Linked DNA regions of Mus musculus: region 1 is linked to region 2. A link is a contact called in public HiChIP or PLAC-seq data. All regions are on one chromosome and are shown on one strand. Each heading gives the region's core, a stretch centred on a gene start, on an enhancer-like site or on the middle of the called end of the contact. The rest is flanking DNA. Distances are from core to core; before and after follow the strand shown. Region 1 holds the start of Cbr1 (carbonyl reductase 1). Region 2 overlaps Runx1 (runt related transcription factor 1).

What was found. HiChIP or PLAC-seq counts read pairs in DNA pulled down with a chosen protein or histone mark.
Region 1: an HNF4G HiChIP or PLAC-seq map of pancreatic cancer cells shows a contact between it and region 2. The contact joins the promoter of Cbr1 here to the enhancer-like site in region 2. A contact is called at or near these places in 4 of 39 promoter capture datasets (the C10 cell line, cranial neural crest, hematopoietic stem and progenitor cells and 1 more), 7 of 115 datasets of contacts at active chromatin or transcription factors (astrocytes, embryonic midbrain, large pre-B cells and 4 more) and 2 of 9 other capture datasets (adipose tissue and macrophages).

What each region holds. Positions count from the first base shown.
Region 1 is chr16:93,606,585-93,609,284 of GRCm38.p6, reverse strand. Cbr1 (carbonyl reductase 1) reads right to left here and starts at 1,448. Exons shown (of 3, transcript NM_007620.2): 1 at 1,031-1,448; 2 at 389-496. The coding sequence starts at 1,319.
Region 2 is chr16:92,653,468-92,656,167 of GRCm38.p6, reverse strand. All of the region lies in intron 5 of Runx1 (runt related transcription factor 1), which reads left to right. Among named protein-coding and RNA genes, the nearest start is that of Gm30224, 59 kb to the right of the region's middle. Within about 2 kb of position 1,402, at least 99 of the 459 cell types and tissues checked have an H3K27ac peak or open chromatin away from gene starts, as enhancers often do. A contact at or near this core is called in astrocytes, memory CD8 T cells, oligodendrocyte precursor cells and 1 more, where this site is marked.

The DNA.
Region 1 (2,700 bases), core at 199-2,698, 950 kb before region 2:
AAAGAAGTCCTGCTCCAGAAAGGTGGTTTCCTCAGAGGGTTTGTAGGGTTCATCTTGACAGCTGAGAGCTGCTGTGGAGCTGGGCTGAGGGATGTAGTTGGGTACAATCTTAGCACTTGTGGGGACAGGCCATTGTGGCCAGTGGGATGTCAGTATGTATGCAAAATATTTCAGACATAATTGGAGTCCTAAAGCCCCTAATGGGTGAGGAGGTGGAAGAAGTGGATGCTGGAATCTTATCTGAAGATTAAGAAGAGCTGCGTATGCAAAGAGAAAGTCAATGGCCACAAAAGAATTGAGATCAAAGGTCTGAGCAGTGCCTCACAGTGGCAGAGAGGCTGTGCAGTAGGGAGAGGAGCTGAGCCCGGAAGTCACCTGGCAGACTCACCTTGGGGTTTTATTAGAGGGAGCAGCTCCTTGCAGACATCTCGGGTACCAAAAAAGTTCGTTTTCATTGTCACCTCTGCTTGAATGTGGAAGGGGGTGTCGTCATTGACTTTCGGGGGGGGGGGGGGGAGAAGAGAACCGAGTTAGCGGAGTGGAAATGTAAAGACCTAAGTAAGCTAGAGCTTTAGAGATCCACTTGCAAGTACAGTCTTGTTTACATACAGCTCTGCATCACTGTCCATCTGACAATTTTCTATTGTGCTTGAAAGACACCACCACCACTGGGGGTGGCTAGGTGAAGTTTGTATATATCAGGATCTTAAGGAAACACCGTTTCCCTCTGTCTCTTTCTCTCTCCTCAATCTCTTGCTTATTTCAGTATCAGATATAGTTCCACTTAAGTATCGCCAAGTCCAATTCAATTACTCAACAACTGGGTGAGGGAAACCTAGAAATGATGGCGAACATTGAGGCTCTGCTTTCCTGCAGCCCCTACTACCCTGTCCTGTTTCTCCCAGGGGATCTGTTTCAGAGTCCTACAGCATAGTGCTCCTGGTCCTAGTAATGATCCCAGAGAGGCACAGCCCACCTTGCCACCAGGCTCTGGGGAAGCCACCTTCCATCTCCACACCCAATGGCTTACCCTTGAAGGCGATGCCTGCGTTGTTGACCAGCACGTCCAGGCCTCCGTATTCCTTGAGCAGAAAGTCGCGCAGTGCGCGAATGCTCTGCGGGTTGTCGATGTCCAGCTGGTGGAAGCGTGGGCTCAGGCCCTCCGCCTGCAGCTTTTGCACTGCCGTTTGGCCCCGCTCCTCGTCCCGCGCCGCGAGCACCACGTCCCCGGAGAATTTCCGACACAGGTCACGAGTGATCGCGAATCCGATTCCTTTGTTAGCACCGGTCACCAGCGCCACGGGTCTGCTGGAAGACATGGCTGCGTGAGAAGGGAGGCCGTCGGAGACCAAGGAACTTGGCGCAAACTCTGCCTCTCGAGGCTGCTGGAGAGTGGTTCAAGACCGGTTCACTGGCGGACTGAAATTGGCGTCGACAATGTCGCACCTAGCACGCATGCGCAGTTTAAGCCCCCTCCCTACGGGGGGCGTGGCTGGTGGGGGGTGTGTTTGTTGTTTAGTGTGGATTTTAAAGTTGCCTCTTGTCAAATTGCTGTGTATTTAGGAAATGGCTCACCTTACCTGAACTCCGTTTTTTTTTTTTTGTTTTTTGTTTTTTTTTTAAATAAAAGTTTACCATGCAACGAAAGGTGTCAGGTTGTCTGTTATCTCAGATTATGCATTATGCAGTTGGGGGTTACATACCAGCCAGGAAAAAAACCGGCCAGGTCAAATGACTGACATCTCAGGCTTTTTCCTGAAGGCGTGTTGAAGCCAGCTGCCAGGCAAGACTGCAGGAGAAGGCGAGAGAGAGAGAGAGAGAGAGAGAGAGAGAGAGAGAGGGAGGGAGGGAGGGAGGGAGGGAGGGAGGGAGGGAGGGAGGGAGGGAGGGAGGGAGGGAGGGAGGGAGAGAGAGAGAGAGAGAGAGAGAGAGAGAGAGAGAGAGAGAGAGAGAGAGAGAGAGAGAGAGAGAGAAACACAGCTTTGCACCTGGAAATCATGCATTCAGCTTGCCCACGGGTCTAGGTCTTCCTCATTACTTGTATGAATTTTTCACTGTTTTCCCCAACTTGCAAATTGGACCTCTGTACGTTTTCTTTCTGGTGTTTAAAAAAAATAACATAAAGCTGCCACTTAAGTTGTAGGAACTTGAATTGTAGGACAAACTGGGAGATTATGATGAGGAATCGCAATTTGTGTTGAATTCACCTCTTAGGACACCAAAGCAAAGCTATTGGGGTAATCTTTGGGCAGGAAACATTCCTTACTAGCCTGTGGTATCCCTTTAGATACTTCTAATTGCTTTGTCTTACCTGGATGTTTGTATTGAGTGTACAGATGTGTACAGGGCCTTCAGGGGATGCTGCTCTTCTGTGCACCACAATGCACCCTTTTAGTCCCTTTTTAAGATGACATGATGCCATATGCTCGCAAAATGACATTTGGTTCAGTCGTGGGAAACAGATTTCGTCACTGGTTCCTAACACCCTGGCTATAGGGATCTCCAGGTCAAGTTTCGTTTCCTCTCCATTCAGTAGGTTGCTATTAGAAACAAGTGGCCATTTAGATTAAAATAAGACATTTTAGTTATACTGACCCCACAGGAAGACCTCTCTGTGTGTATGAAGGTCATTGTATTAGGAATACAGTAAAATAAAGGAGACAGGTATAAGATTTCCATTTCAAAATATTCTACTGCCTC
Region 2 (2,700 bases), core at 153-2,652:
AGATTGGTGAGAATGCAGGAGAAGTCCGCATTTAAATTAGCCACCCCTGTTAAGCTGGACTTGGAGAGGCTTTTCCCTCCTCGTTTGCCTCCCTCCAGAAACTTTTTAAGGCACTTGGAAACAAAGGAAGCAGCCTTTATCCACAGTTCAGAGTTTTGCTTAAATTCATTTTCTTTTCCAGGACCAAATAGTTTTTCTTCTGCATACGGCTCTCATGGCGGCAAAACCATAGGATAGCCTGCTGCTTCTGAGTCTATATTTCCTGTATGTGTGTGTGTGTGTGTGTGTGTGTGTGTGTGTGTGTGTGCGTGCGTGCGTGCGTGCGTGCGTGTGTGTGTGTGTGTGTGTGGTGTATGTATGTATGTATGTATGTAAGTATCTGTGTGTCTATGTATATCTGTGAGGGTGTATGGGTGAGAGACAGTGTGAGAGTGTACGTCTGTGTCTGTGTCTCTGTATGTGTATTCATGTCTATGTGTGTCTGTGTATGTTTATGTGTGTCTGTGTGTGTCTATGTGTGTGTCTGTGTATGTTTATGTGTGTCTGTGTGTGTCTATGTGTGTGTCTGTGTGTGCCTGTTTGTATGTGTATGAATGTGTGTTAGAGAGTGTGTGTGTCTATGTCTATGAGTGTGTCTGTGTGTGAGTGTGTGTCTGTGAGTGTGTGTCTGTGAGTGTGTGTCTATGTGAGAGTGTGTGTTTGTGAGTGTGTATGTCTGTCTGTGTATGTGTATTTATGTCTGTGTGTGTACGTCTGTGAGTGTGTGTCTGAGTGTGTATGTCTGTTTGTCTGTGTATGTGTATTTATGTCTGTTTGTGTGTGTGTGTGTGTGTGGTGTGTTTGTGTATGTCTGTGTGTATCTGTGAGTGTATATGTCTGTTTGTGTATGTCTGTGTGTATCTGTGAGTGTATATGTCTGTGTATGTGTATTTATGTCTGTGTGTGTGTTTGTGTATGTCTGTGAGTGTGTATGTCTGTCTGTGTATGCATATTTATGTCTGTTTGTGTGTTTGTCTGTGTGTGTGTGCCTGTTTGTATATGTGTGAGTATGTGTATAAATGTGTGTGTTACAGTGTGTGTGTGTGTGTGTGTGTGTGTGTGTGTGTGTGTGTGTATCTGTGTCTCTGTGTGTGCCTGAGATTCAGTTTCTGGGAGGTGAACCGATCCACCCTGTGCCCCGTGCCTGCCTCAAACCCTTCAGCTACTTGATGCTGAGGCTCTGGAGGCCACTGGGTAGTCCGTGCATCTGCCAACACACTGGCTGGGGGCAGGATCAGAGAATCTTTTCTGCTCTGAGAGTGATTCAGCCATTCTCAAAATAAATAAGTAGCAGAGTGCAGAGAGGAAGAAGTGGAAAACATTGAAATCTGAGTCTGGAGGGCGGAGTTCTTCTCAGCAGGGCTCCTGAGTCCTGAGCAGGGGGCAGTGCCCAATGGAAAGCCCTCAGGCCCTGCCACCTGGCTCTGTGCAATTCTCAGCTTCTGCTGGAACTTCAGTTTTGTCATCTACAAAGTTGGGAGGAGGGTGTAGTGAGGGCTAAGGCACTGATGAACTCAACGCTTGATTCAATGTTTCCAGGAGCAGTTGAACTTGCAAGGCATCCTCTTCCAGCCTCTAGCAGGTGACCTGCTCTGAGGAGTGTGTCCAAAGGGGGATGGAGAAGAGATGGCCACTGGGGGTGTGGGGGAGGGGCTAGTGAGGAGCAAGATGGAGTAGGGCCAGAGGGAGGATCGACCCATCCAGCCCAAGCTGCTGCAAAGGGACGGGAATAAATGCAGAGTGGAGTGGCTTAAGCAGGGGAAATCATCAAAACTATATTTCCCATGACTTTGGCAGCCTTAGAAAAAAAAAAGAAGAAAGGGGAAAAAAATCTGTAAACACACAAAGTGCTCAATTGTCCGAGCCTAATGGCCAACTTCCCAAAGCTGGCCGGCCAGAGACCTTGGTGTTAATTCCTCAGCCAACTGGAAAAAAAAAGATGGTGTGAGTTCTGTTGACTTAATTGCCAGAGCGTTGCTGAGTGAGGCTGCCCCCCCCCCCTTGCGTATGCTGGGCCTTTCCTCATTACCTGCCCTACCTATCTCCACAATCTAGCCACAAACAGCTTTGGTTGACCACACCACTTCCCTATTGAAAGTTAATACTGTTTGACTCATTCGGTGCTGCTTAACCCGAAGCCAAAGAAAACAAGGCAGAGAATAGCTGGCTTGTATGGAGTCTGGAAAGCCCTGCTCGGCCCTGCTTTCAAAGTCCTATACAGTAGCCTTACTATACCTCAGCTGCAGCTGCACAGAAAATGGAGGAAGCAGAGGTGACCCTCTGTGTGTGTGTGTGTGTGTGTGTGTGTGTGTGTGTGTGTGTTGGCGAGGGAGGTGGGGGTGGGGGACGGAGAAGAGAACAGGAAGGGAATGGGGTGCCCCCCCCCCCGGGGGGCTGGAAGAGACAACAGAGCAATCTGCCCAGTTCCGGGATTCTCTTTCTGGGCTCCAAAGTGTATCCTAACAGACAGCAGTGTCTGGGCTGAACAGATACACTAAAAAGAAAGACTCAAAAACCCATTGGAAAAAGCGATTTTCCTATAGAAGACAGCAGAGAGAGGGGAGTTGGATCTCACCTGACCAGCTTCCCATAGGACAGTCCCTAGGTGACCAGGGACAAGGCCCACCACTGCCAAATGTGGGAAGGACTCAGAGGCAGAAG